2 separate regions of the Ovis aries genome follow, and region 2 is linked to region 1. A link is a contact called in public Hi-C data. All regions are on one chromosome and are shown on one strand. The core of a region is the stretch at or near the end of the contact, and the rest is flanking DNA. Distances in the headings are between cores, read along the strand shown. Region 1 holds the start of CEP131 (centrosomal protein 131). Region 2 overlaps LOC121820699 (a long non-coding RNA gene).

Region 1 (6,714 bases), core at 1,238-3,737:
CTTGTTGCTCGGTGGCTGTCTCCTTATCAGGAGCAGAAGCGAGTGGCAGAGCAGGAAGCTGAGCATTAACAGCAAAAGGAGGTTTCCTGGGGTCAAGATGACCCTCCCTGGAAGGGCACTGCAGGGGGTGACCCTGGGCTGCTGAAAGTCATAGGTATGAGCCCTCGTCCCATGACAGGTGCTCTACCTGCCTAGGCCCCATATTCCTCTTCTGTAAAATGGGCCTTCAAAAGTGCCTCCTCGCAGGGTATCATGAGGTTCAGACAAGGCGGCCACGAGGCTGGCCTGTCGTGAGCACCCCACAGGCGATATTCAAACTGGGATTTGTTAAAGCCCCTAAACTTATCTGGCCACGGAACTCTCCCTCTGTCTCCTTAGAGCCATCCAGAATACCCAAGAGCTCCTGGGAGGCAGCATCTACTCTCCTGTCCAGGTTCCCCTCCTCCCCTCCTAGGGTGGCACTTCCACAGTGTATATTGCTGGCCCTTCCCCATCCGACTGCTCAGCCCTGGGCCTCTTCCCTCCATCCTAGGGGACAGCCTCTGGCCTCCTGGCGTCAAACACCATCTCTGCATGGCCGGTTCCCACAGGCATATCTCTCACCACCCCCTTATGCCCTAGTTCCCAGCTTGGCTGACCATGGAGTACATGGCACCTCAGACCCAAACAGACTCCTGACTGCCACCTCCAGCTGCCCCTCCCCAGTGGGTGTTTTCTGAAACTGGCTCAGACCAAAGATTCAAGTCTCGTCCTGACCTCTTCTGCCTCTTACCTCCAACCCTGCTCCCTCAGCCATCCGGCTGGTGCCCCTTTCCCGTCAGTCCCTTCCCTCCACAACCCCCGTCTGAGCCCCCATCTCTTCAAACTGAAAAACCATGGCAACCCCTCCTCTGGCCCTGCCTGACCAGCCTAGCCTCTCCCCACACAGCAGCCTCAGCTGATCTTTCTGAACTGGGTCTCAGATCAGGGTGGGAGGACACTCAGGCAGGGGGAATAAAGTCACCAGGCCTGGACTGAGAACAATGCCCCTCAGACCTGACCCTGCTCTCTGTGACCTCCTCACTGCCTCCCTTTCCCTCCTTCGATCTGCTTGAGCCTCCCCTGGGATGTCATGAGGCGCCCCCGCCCCTCCCACTCAGAGGACTGCCCGTCCCTATCACTCCTCACTCCCTCATCCTGCTTCACTTGTCTCCCTTGGCCACCTGCCCACACAGGTTGGTCTGTGCACTGCCTGATGCCCTTGTAAGAATGTAAGGTCCACAAGGGTGGGGACCCTGCAACTCCAGGATCTGGCATGGGCACGTGCTCAGGTAACCAGAGGGGATGAGCTGGCACCAGGAGGGACCAGGAGGGAATGAGCATAGCCCTCCATAGCATGGAGGACTCTGGTGGGCCAGCGGGCACACACCATCATCACCCAGGGTCAGCACTGCAGCCTCCATCAGCCCCAACAGTCACAGCAGAGGCTTTGGTGCCTATTCCCCAGAGTGAAGGCAGAGGCTGTCCCTGCCACTCACTAGGCCAGTGTCCTCGGGTATGTGTTTCCGGTAGTGTGAGTGAAATTTAACACCCTCCTCTCCTCCAGGCACCAGCCACACCCAGCGTAACTGGGCCCACTGGAGGGGCTGGCACCCTTGAGCAGCAAGGAGTGTGGGGGGCTCTGGGATGGTAAACAAAAACTCTCCGTGGAACCCTCCAGACTAGATCTCATCTTGCATACAGAGGTGTCCCTCCCAGGATCTGAAGGTGGTGTCCAGAGCCTCCACCTGGACCTCTCAGGATGAGCTGTCCCAAAACCCAGGGAAGCTTCCCTGCAGGCAGCTCCCCATGTCCCTGGGGTTTGGCTCAAGGCAGGAAGAGCATCCTCCCAGGAAGGCTGTAGGAGCTCACGGACCCTGGGGCATGAGCCCCTCCTCACCTGTGTGGGGGCGCTGAGGGGCCCTTACCTGCACCTTCCCCCTCTCTGAGTACCCTCAATTGCACGAGAACCCCCCTCATCTGCATGGACCCTTTCACCTGTATGAGTGCCAGGCCCTCTCACCTGCGCTGGCCTCCCCGCCTAGGCGGGCCCAGGACCACCTCACCGGCGCGGGGACGCCCTCACCGGCACGAGCCCCCTCTCACTGGCACGAGGCCCACTCACCGGCACGTTCCACCTCATCTGCACAGCCCGGGATGCCCCTCCCTGCGCGGGCCAGGATCCCCTCATCTGCGTAGGCCAGCCCTTGTGCGCCGGTCCTGGAGATTCTTCACCTGCGGGGGCCACCCCAACTACACAGGGACCTCTCACCTGCGTGAGGCGGGCCTGGAACTCGGGGCCTGTAGGACCGAACGGCGAGGGATGCGCGGGGCCCTCCAAGTGGAGACACGGGGAGCCTAGGCTTCGGGCCGACGACCTCGGGACCTCGCGCCCTCGCGCCCCCGGCCCCGGCGCCGACTACGAGGCCCGGTGACAATGAAGCGGTCGGGCAAGCGGCGGCAGCTAGCAACCAAACAGCCTGGCACCTCCTCCCCGTCCGTCACGGAGGCCCGCCTTTCCTGCCCGCGCCCCTTCTGGATTGGCTCTCCGGCCGCCCACTCCGGCGTCCCGGGAGTTCATTGGGTGGCTCGGCTGTCCTTCGAGAAGTTCAACCGTGGGAGGAGCCACAGGGAGCTGGGGTGGGGCCTGTGGTAGCGGCGGGCTGCCGATTGGATATGGCCGCAGGAGGCGGGGTCTCGGCTGCTGTGGGGTGGGCCCTAGGCGGAGCCTCTGAGGAGGGGTGGGCGAGGAGGAGAAAGGGACTGCGCGTGGGGAGGGCCGTGGATCGCGCAGGGTGGCTCCGCGCTGCTTCTTACCGTGGGCCCAGCCAGCCTTCCGGGCTCCCACTCAGTCCCAGGCCGCGTCGTCCCCCTGGCTCCCATGCCGTCCCGCGGATCCCACGCGGTCCCTGGGCTCTTGCGCGGTACTCGAGATCCCTCCTTGCCCAGACTCGTCTGGACACCTGGGTCCAGTTACCGTCTGAAAGCTCCGTTTTGGGATCTGGACCCGCGAGTCCCAGGGAGGCCCGCTGTGAAGCTGTCAATAGGGGCCCTTGCTCGGGCGACCCTGACACCTACCCTCACCCTTAATGCCCGCTCCCCTCCTTACTACCCAAGACCGCGCGGTGGCGACGTTGTCCTTTTTCTATTTTTTCATGTCCTTTTCCTGTCTTCACAATGCCATCCTCCCCATCCCCCGTTTTTTTTTTTTTTGCCTCCTTCTCCGAAGTTTTAATCCCCCACTTCCACTCCCCCCCGCACCCCCGCCCCCACGCCTGGAGGTTGTTTTCTATCGTTTCTCACGTCCAGACCACTATCCCCGCTGGCTCTACTCTTTGGCATCCTGCGTGTTTCCCTACCTGCACTGTGCGCCTTTCCCAGCGCGCAGGTGGACCCGGCACACCCAGCTCAGCGCTACCCAGTAGCTACCCTACGCCCCCAATCTGTGATCCCTTCACCAGGAAAGCCCCCTCTCTTCCACGAACTTTCTGGTCTCGCCAACATTTTTCCCTTCAAAATAACAAATAGCACGTTGCTCATTTTTGTCCCATTTTTATAAATCAAATACTATTTTTACTTCAAAAAATTCTAATTTATATCAATAAAAATCATATTTTTGGGTGTACAGCTGAGTTTTGACAATGCAGAGAGCTGTTTAGGTTTCCCTGGTGGTTCAGATGGTAAAGAATCCCCCTGCAATGCGTTCAACTCAGGGTTCAATCCCTGGGTTGGGAAGATCCCTGGAGAAAGACATGGCAACTTGTATTCTTGCCTGGAGAATCCCCACAGACAGAGAAGCCTGGTCATCTACAGTCCATGGGGTCGCTGAGTCAGAATTGACTGAGCAACTAAGCACACACACAGAGAGCTGTTTTACCACCACCACAAACAAGGCACAGAACATTCTCTCCCCTCTCCAAACCATGGGCTGCCTTTCTGTAGCCGTATCCTCCCCACCCCTTGTCCCAGTCACTTCCAACCTGCCGTCTGTCTGTCACTATGGTTTTGCCTTTTCCAGAGCCTTGGAAATGCAGTCCTGTGCTGTGTACCATTTTGAGTCTGGTTTCCTTCACCTAGCCAGATGAGTCTTCCCTATTCCTCTTTTCTTCATTGCTAACTAGTATTCCACGGTGTGGGTGAACCATCCTTTATTACACAGCAACCAAGGGCTTAAGGGTTGTTTCAGGTTCGGGGCAATTATGAATGGAACTGTTGTAAACATTCACTTTTAAACATTTGTGTGAACTTAAGTTTTCATGTCACTTCGGTAAATACTTAGGAAGGGACTGCTGAATTGTATGGTAGGTAGGTAGGTGTTTAGCTAAGATACTGCCAAACTTTTCCGGAAGGCAATGTACCTTTTTATTATGCTGCATTCTCACCAGCAGCCTGTGAATTCCATTTGATCCCCCTTGGCCTTACACTTGGTATTACTGGATTTTTATTTTTAATTAATACTAATATTAATGGGTGTCAGGACTTCCCTGGGGGTCCAATGGTTAAGAATCCTCTTTGCAATGAAGGGGACACAGGCTTGATCCCTAGTCAGGGAGATCCCACAGGCCTTGGAGCCAACTAAATCCACACACCGTTATCAAAAGATCTTAACACAATGAAGAGACTGGATGCTGCAACTAAAATAAATATTCTTAAAAAATACTAACAGGTGTGTAGTGGTATTCCACATGGTCTTCAACGGCATTTCCCTAACAATGTTGAGAAACTATCTGTGTGCTTCTCTGTCCAATATCCATATACCTTTTTGGCAAAGTGTCCGTCCACATCTTTCACCCACTTTGTACATCGAGTTTGGAGTGTTCCTTATATGTTCTTGATATAAATCCTTCCTGAGAGTTATGATTTGCAAACATCTCCAGTCTGTGGCTTGTCTTTTTGTTCTTGCCATTCAAAGTAAAGTTCTTCAACTTTGATGATGCCTAGTTTTTTCTACTAGTTTGTGCTTTTTCTCTCTCATAGAAGCCTTTGCCTAATCCATGGACAGAACATTTTCTGCTAGGTTTTCTTCTGGAAGTTTAACTTCTAGGTAGGGTTATGGCTCACTTTAAATACTGTGTAAGATATGAGAAGAAGCCAAGGTTCATTCTTTTCTTCCAGTTGTTTCAATACTATGCGTTGAAAGTCTATCCTTTTTCCATTGAATTACCTTGACACCTGTGGAAAACCAACTGACCATATCCGTGTGGCTGTTTCTGAATTGTCTATACTGGCCCACTGATCTATGTCTAAACTTTCACACATCCCAGTGTTGACTAGTGCTTCTTGACAGTATGTTTTCAAAGTAGGTACTGTGAGCCCTCTGTGTGCTTTTTCAAAATGACCTTAGCTATTCTAATTGCTTTGACTTTGGTTGTAGCTTTTAGGATCAGTTTGTTTCCATTTACCCCCCCCCCAAAAAAAAAACTAGATGGGAATTATGTTAAATCTGCAGATCAGTTTGGGAAAAATTGATATCTTAACAGTAAAACTCTTCCAATCTATAGTGTATCTCACCATTTACATAGGTCTTCATTGTTTTCTTTCATCAGTCTTTTGTATTTTTCAGCATACAGATCCTATATATACACACAAGTTAGATTTATACCTAACTATTTCAGTTTTGGGATGCTATCATAGAGTATCTATTTCGGGCCACACTGGGTCTTCGTTGCTGCGTGTGGGCTTTCTCTAGCTGTGGTGGACAGGGGGTACTCTTGCTTGCGTTCTCCTGGTGGCGGCCCCGCTTGTTGTGGAGCACAGGCTCTAGACGTGCGGGCTTCAGCTGCTGCGGCACACGGGCCCTAGAGCATGGGCTCGGTAGTGTGGCACAGGGGCTTAGCTGCTCCAAGGCATGTGGAATCCTCCTATACCAGGGACGCCCCAATAACAGATTTTACAATGTAAATGTCCAATCGTATATCACTCGTATATGAAAATACAATTCAGTTTTACTCAACAGCCTGTGGTCTTGCCAGTCATAGGATTTTTTTGTGTAATCTATGTGATTTTCGACATAAATAATCATGCTTTCTGTGGTTAGTTAAGTTTTATTTCTTCCTTTGTATTTGTCTTTTCCCCCATTGTTTCACTGAAGTGGCTGGCGCTTCCAGGACAATGCTAAACAAAAGTGGTGAGTATGGACATTCCCGTCTTGTTCCCAATCTTGGAGGGAAATCACTCAGCCTTTTGACATTAAGTATGGTGTTGCAGAGTTGGACACGACTGAAGCAACTGTGTATGCACACAAGCACTCAGTCCATCCCCTTTACTGGGTGAAAGAAATTCTTATATTTCTAGTTTGCTGTTTTTTTTTTTAATCATGAATGTTGAAATTTATCTCATGCTTTTTTCTGTATAAAATAATGTGATTTGTTCTTTAGTGTGTTAATATAGTGAATTGTACTGATTTTCAGATGTTGGACCAGCCTTCCATTCCCAGGAAAAACTCCACTTATTGTGATGTATTATTACTTTCTGTATACTGCTGGATATGTTTTGCTAATAGTCTGTTGAGGACTTTTTTTAAAATCTATGTTCACGGAGATTGGTGTGCAGTTCTCCAAATCAAGTGCACATGGAACATTCACCAAGAGACTATATCCTGGGCCACTAAACAAACTTAAGTAAAAGCTTGAAATCTTTATAATAAAAGTCTTACATGTTCTCTTACAATATAAAGTACTAATAAAAAACGCATTT
Region 2 (6,745 bases), core at 911-3,410, 150 kb before region 1:
GGGAAATCTATAAGCCAAGGAATGAGGGAAAATTACAACCGAATCTAACATCTCCAAGCCCAGGGTCTCTGAAAACCAAGGCCTGAGGCTGCACAAAGGACTCGGCTCCTGCAGCTGCAGAGAAAACCTCAAAATCTGGGTGAGAATTAGCAGCAGGTTCCAGGGGCTGAGCTGCCAGATCTCTGCAGGGGCCCTGTTTCTGCCAGCAACAGAGCGACACTGCAAAGGTCAGGAGCCGATGTCTGATTGGACTGTGGGTTAAAGGTCACCTGGATTCGTTTAAATTGTTTTTCCCCCATAGATGGAATCATCTTTTTGTTTGGACAGCTAGGCAACAGCTGAAGTTTTCCATGAACCTCTACGAAGATAATGTTTCTTCTGATTTTTGAGAAAAAAAGAAAAAGAGCCTGACAGGGCAAATGATATTCTCAAGCTTGACACTAAAATAATTTTTTTCAAAATCCTATTACTTTCTGACCAGACCTATCAATGAAGAAATTCCAAAATACTACACGCTTCCTGAGGCTGTGACAGCCTGGGCGGCAGCTTTGATTGCCGTCCAGACAACTCCCTGGTTCCAGACAGGAACGGGGTGCTCCACCGTGGCCCTGCAGCCAGCATCAGCTCAGATCAGTCTTCACTGGATCACCCAGCCTCCCAGCCACCTGGGCAGTCCTGTGGCTTTCACTGCAGACTAGACTCGGGACATCACAGTTCTCAAAAGACCCCAGCCTCTCTGCTCTCGGCCTCTCTCTTGCTGTAGGAGCTTGTGATCAGACCAGTAAACTCAGTCCTCACAAGTATCCAGCCAGCACCTGCCCCACCACCCCGCAGGCCCCCAGAGCCCAGCCTGGCCCCCTGACTGATTTTGGCCTCTCACTGTCCAGTTTCATTACAGTTCCTCTAGGACATACTGGAGTGAGCCACAGAAGCAGATGAAGTGGTTACACTAAAAAGGACGGGACCTCCCGTTTCTCGAGTGCCCACCACCATTCGGGTGGGTCAGTGGGTCACCTTGCCCGTGGGACAGAGCCTCCCATTGTTCAGCATCAGCTGTCCCACACTGCGCAAACCAACCTGCAGACAGTGAACTGATGCTTTCTTATCTGAGCCGTCTGGTGTGGTGTCTACACAGTCAGAACAGGGAGTGCCCCCCTCAATGTCCTTGCTTCCCAGGTACAAGAGAAATGGGGAGACCTGGGTGCCAGAGATAGCAGAGATGGGAGAGGAGCCCACAAACTACCGACTGGCAGCTGCTGCCCACCACACCCCTCCCCAGGTAGGAACCGCCCATCTGGTCCCTTCCCACCTCCAGGGGACACACCTAGACCAGACAGGTCCTGCTGCCACGGGGCCTAGATGGGGAGACGAGGTGGGTGGTTCCAGACTCCCATCTCCTGGGAACACCTGGCATCATGGGGGTCGTGCTCCTTTCCCGAGATCGCACACCACTTCTCACACATTTGAGAACCCAGGACGTCCAGGGGCGGAGAGGTGCCCATGTTTTGGCTGTGTCGACACCACATGAGACTGCCCTGATAGGAAAACATCTGCCAGTTGTCCAAATGCCACAGTGCTGGACAGCGGGGAGGGGGGCTCTGTCCCACTGACCGGCTGACCCACAGACCCACCCAAGTCGGCCACAGAGCTCCTCCTCTGGGAGCTGTGGGACCCTAAGTGCGGTTTTAGGATCTGCAGCAAGAAGAAAAAGTCAGGTTTCAGGGCTGAAGACAACATTTTAAAATCTGGCTTTAAATAAACATGGGATTTAAAAAAAGAGAGAGAGAGCGCGCGGAGCCTCCAGCAGCTGAAATTAGAAGCAGCCGCCTGGGCAGGGAAGCCATCTGCGCACGCGAGGCGGTGTCTGGGCTTCGCTGGCAGCGCCGGGAGCCGACACCGCAGGCCCAGGGCCACCCTCCCTCCAGGAAGAACCCGCGAGGACACGTCCAGCCTTGTTTTTCAGAATGTCCTCTAAGTTCACGTTCCAGACAACAGACTTTCTCCTCTCCACTCCGAACTTACCTTTGAGATCACTTACAAGGGATAAGAAAACAAAGACTGCGTTTCAGAGGGAAATGAAATAATGATATTGAGGGTGAAGCCAGCCTCTTGCCTCATCTTTCCCATGAAGTTGAGTGGCCACCAAGAGCCAGTATGCCTGGGGCGGCCCGGCTGGGTGCTCAGCCCTTAGGTCACTCACCTCTGGCCTCCTCGCCTAATACACTGTGTTCTTTTGACCAAGGGGGCTTGCATGAGGGCCATCGTTGACTTCCTTAGCTTCCAGTCCCCCTGCTCAGAGAATTCTGTCACAAGCTGGGTTTGCACAGAAGATGGTGAGTGTGCCTGAGACTGGGGGGAGGGGTCCCCTGCTGCCTGCCTTTAGCTCCTCCCTGCCCACCCGACCCTGCCCCTGAGCTTGGGCTGCCCTTCCCAGTCCGCCCCATCAGCTCTGGACCCGAGGCCCAAGCAGGCCGCTCGCCCCGGCATCCTGCCTCCGCCCCAGCCCTCCTGCCTCACCTGGGCCGGTGCGGGAGGCCCAGGTCTGGGGGCTCTGCCCGAGTTATTTAAATCCACGTTGTCAGTTAATATATTCTAACGAGCAAGTGGGTGACCGAGCTGGCAGACGCAGGATGACGCTGAAATGTAATAAGAGGGGGAGAAACACCGAGTGAAACTCTGAGACTCGTCCTCGCCCCTGCGCTCACCCCCACGCTGCCTCCCACGGGCACCTGGAGTCACGCCGATGCGCTGGATTATGTAAGAGGGCCCGTTGCTGGGGAACCTCTCCCCACCCAGGCGGGGACAGGGCAGCACCTCCCCGGGCCCCTCAGTGGAGGCCCCTGCGGGCCCCTCCCGACCTGGCCAGTAAGGAAGCTCTGGGAACTTTTTACGCTGCCTCGATAAGAGGGTTAAAGCTGAACTAGGAAGGACATGGGAGGCCACCTGCACCTGAACCACTTCACCACCTCCTCGGAGAGGGGAGAGGACCCTTGTGCACCAGGCGTCTCCTCCCAGGCAAGGCCCGGCTCAGAGGTCCCTCCGAGGGCAGAAAGAGCAATGTCACCCATCCCTGGAGGCAGAGTAAAGCCTGTGCTGTCTGCAGCCAACATTTTGGTCGGAGAGACGAAAGCCTCTGAGCCACGTTCAGGTCAAGGGGGGGCGGGTTTTGAGGGAAGAGCAAATCTCAGTAAAAGTCTGGGGAGGAGGGAGGAGGCAGGAGATTGGCCATCAGCCAGGCCCACGCGCTGCCCCCCTCCCCAACCCCAGGCCAAGCCTCCTGCACGGGCGTCATGCAGCAGGTGGCAGAGTGGACCTGGGGCACTCTGTGGGGACAGGGCCACTGCTCTGCCCACTGAACCCACAGACACTGGATTCCGGGCTGAGGTCCAGGCCCCTCCTTCAGACCCGAAGGCCAAATGGAGGCTTGTGCCAAGGCCATGGGTGCCCCCCATGAGTAAACTTTACATGTTAGGACTGTTTAGATTTACACAGTTACTGCAAAGGTAGCCCACACCTAAGAGATCCCCCCGCCCCGCCCTGTTAACATCTCTTGTCGCTGTGATGTGTTTGCTACAGTTAACAGACCAACGTGGACTCACTGTCGTTCACTAGAGTCTGGACTTTATTAAGGTTTTCTTAGCTTTCATCTGGTGTCTTCTTGCTGCTCCAGCACCCAACCCGGATCCCAGATGACATTTGGTCATCACATCTTCTTGGGCTCCTCTTGGCCCCGAAGGGCTCAGACTTCCCCGGTTTGGGCAGCGTGCTGGATGGGGGTCTGCAGACTGTCCCTCTGCTGAGATTGGTGACATTTCTCCTGATAAGCCTGGGATGACGGGTCTGGGGAGGAGTGCCGCCTTTCCCAGCACATCAAGGCCGTGTCTAGTCCCATGGCTCACCCTGAAGACATGGCCTGGCTCACCTGGCTGCAGTGTGCTCGGCAGTGGCTCCTGGCACCCGTGTTTCCTGGAAGTCGCCTCGCAGCCCACACCAAGGCTGGGTATCTCCGGCAGCACCACTAGAGGGGGCAGCACCCATGGGCGCTTGAGTGCTCTCTGGAAGGTCCCTTCTGACCACTGATGATGGCGATCTCTAAGACACACTGACCACTTGCCACGTGCCAGGCATGGTTCTTGGTGCCAGGCTTCTTCTGCCATCTACACCTCAGCTCCTCCGACACCCTGCCCAGGTAGCCTGCCCATGCGGAACCTACTGCCCAGGCTCCCAAGGCCATCACGGGGCTTCCCAAGTCTGTGCCCACGCCCTTACCAGTCCCAGGTAGACACCAAGCTTCACCCCGTGGCAGGCGACGTGGCCCTGCCGCAGCCGTACTAGGCCATGGTGTGCTGGAGGCCGCTGAGGTGAACTTCCTGCTGGCAGGACACAGGCCTCCCCCACCACACCCGCCCGGAGCTTCCGGCTCCAGGCACCCCTACGCCTTCTTGCTGACAACGCTGACAGTGTGAAGAATGTGGGCTGAGGACCAAGAAACCAGTCCTCTGGACACAATTTGGACAGTCCGGCCTGGTAGCCCTGCCCCGTCATAGAGCCCTGGCATAGAGGGGGGAGGCAGAAAGGGCCAGAGAGGATGGGAAGACGCGACAGTGTCCACGCCTCCTCTCTCTCCTGCTCTGGAACTTTCTGGTTGCCGATTACAAGTGCTCTAATCCAGGAAGGAGAAAAGGAAGAGGAGTTCTGATTGGGTGGATCCTTCTCTTAGAGAGACGGGGAGGCTGCCAGGAGAGGGTGGTGGAGAAACAGCTCCCTTGACAGGCACGAAATTTCCCTGTGATCTGAGACACACTGCCACCCCCTTAGGCCAAGCTCCGCAGAAACCCGGTTGGGCTGGTCAGAGAGAGAGAGATGGTGGTGAAAACCCTGAAAGTTTTGCGGTCACCTCAGAAAGGGCTCCTTCTGTTTAGCAAAAAATCACAGATCCTTGTGTCTGCCTTGCCAGGAGAACAGCTTGCTTGAAAAGCAGAGGCTGTCATCCTGTAATTAAATCTGAGACCCCCCCTCCCTACGTGACGTTGAGATGAAGCCACTTACATAACGCGACTAAAAATAAGCTGATGAAGAGATGCACTTTGATTCTCCCTGCTTCCAGCCTTTTTCTCCTGGGCCACCCGTGCTGGGGTCAGCTGACCCAGGGTCAGTGTCGGCAGCACCACGTGGTCAGAGTCTTGCCGCTGACCCTGGCTCGGCACCCAATGTGCGCGAGGCCCCATCACCGGTGCCGGGGATGGGGGGACTTCAGGTTCAGAGGTGGGGTGCTGCAGGTCGCCATGGCTACACACTTCTCTGGTTGCTTGGCCCATAGAGGTGAGGACAGGCAGGCAGAAGTGACAGGGAGACCAGCAGTGGGCAGATTCCAGCCCATCTGCTTTCTCAGGGACTCGTGATGAGCTGCTCATCTATAGAAAGCCACTGCCCACTACCCCCCCCTAAATAGTGCAGGGAGAACAACCCCCTGGTCTGGGCGAGGGCAGGGGGCTTGGGGTGCTGGCCCTGCCGCTAGTCCTTGCAGGGCCAGTGAGACAAGCAGAGCCTCTCCATCATGGCAATGACTTGCTGGTCTTGAAGAGAGGTGGCTCTGACCCTAAGCGGGCCCCTCTGACTCCCAGGAGTGGCACGGGGACCACCTCAGCACCCAGCCCACCCCTAGCCCTGGGCACTGCTCAGCCCCGCTCAGACACTGCTGCCGTCTGAAAGGGCTCCCACCTAAGTAAGAAAGGCCTCAGGGATCACTGGTGGGCTCCTGGCCTGTGGCTCAGACCTCCTCGCTGCTGAAGGGGTCAGCATGCAGGCCCAGGCACCCCAGTAGACTGGTGGTTGGAGGATGGGCGGGGGAAAGGAAGCTGCCCAGCAGGGGGCAGACTTTCTCACTGCAATTCTCCAGGACCAGGTGTAAGCCCCTTTCCAGTCCTGCCCTGCATCTGCCATCGGCCCCACATTCTCAATGCCATTTGGCTGGATATGCTTATTTTCACTTGCCCCAGGTGCTCAGTGAATGCTCTTCTGAATGATGGCTTCCCTCTCAGCTGTTCATCTCCTGCCCAGATGTCAGCTGGAGTGTGCAGGCCCAAAGTGAGGCGATTAGCCCTCCTGTCTCAGCTGCCACCAAACGCGAGCATCCAGTTGGGCAGAAGGAGGGCGATCAAGACTAGGATCTTCTAGGGGGTGGGGTAGGGTGGGGCTCGGGGCCATGGAAGCTTTTCTGGAACGCCCCTCTCCTTCCTCTGCTGTCTCGTGACTGATGGGAGCAGACAGCCCAGAGAATTCTCCCCAGGCTAATTCCCCTCCCAGAGCACTGAGACCCTGTCTTCACCGGCCAGCCTCCCCCCACCATTCTCCTCGTCCTGGCCACTCTGGGCCCTTTGGATGAGCAACAGCTCTTGCTCTGTACCCACCTGGCTCCTCATGGGCCTGTGACCTCATACAGGTCAATGCACATCAGTCTTGGGGTGGGAAGGATGGAAGCTGCCTCTAGCTGGCCTGGAGGAAAGGGAGCTGGGGGAGGAAGACAGGCCTGACTTCTGACACGTGAGTCAACAACACCCTCATTGTTGGAGCCAGTTTGAGCTGGCTTTCTGTTACTTGCAACCAAAAGAATCCCAGAAATTACATACTACACTGAAATCTACCTTAAAACACTGAAAGCAATAAAAAGGAAGAAACTGGCGCTGGTGTTGAAAGGAAATTAAACCAAGAAGTATCTCTGTGAACGAAGGCTCTGAGGTTAGGA

Evidence for each region. A called contact is a pair of places that touch in the nucleus more often than the background predicts.
Region 2: a Hi-C map of liver shows a contact between it and region 1, with 2.2 times the contacts expected there. The contact joins the enhancer-like site here to the promoter of CEP131 in region 1. A contact is called at or near these places in 3 of 16 Hi-C or Micro-C datasets (hypothalamus, liver and skin fibroblasts).

The regions. Positions count from the first base shown.
Region 1 is chr11:50,990,283-50,996,996 of ARS-UI_Ramb_v3.0, reverse strand. CEP131 (centrosomal protein 131) reads right to left here and starts at 2,487. Exons shown (of 26, transcript XM_042256764.1): 1 at 2,291-2,487.
Region 2 is chr11:51,135,461-51,142,205 of ARS-UI_Ramb_v3.0, reverse strand. It overlaps LOC121820699 (a long non-coding RNA gene), which reads right to left. Exons shown (of 2, transcript XR_006061389.2): 2 at 3,605-6,745. Among named protein-coding and RNA genes, the nearest start is that of BAIAP2, 4.9 kb to the right of the region's middle. Within about 2 kb of position 2,160, at least 2 of the 54 cell types and tissues checked have an H3K27ac peak or open chromatin away from gene starts, as enhancers often do. A contact at or near this core is called in liver, where this site is marked.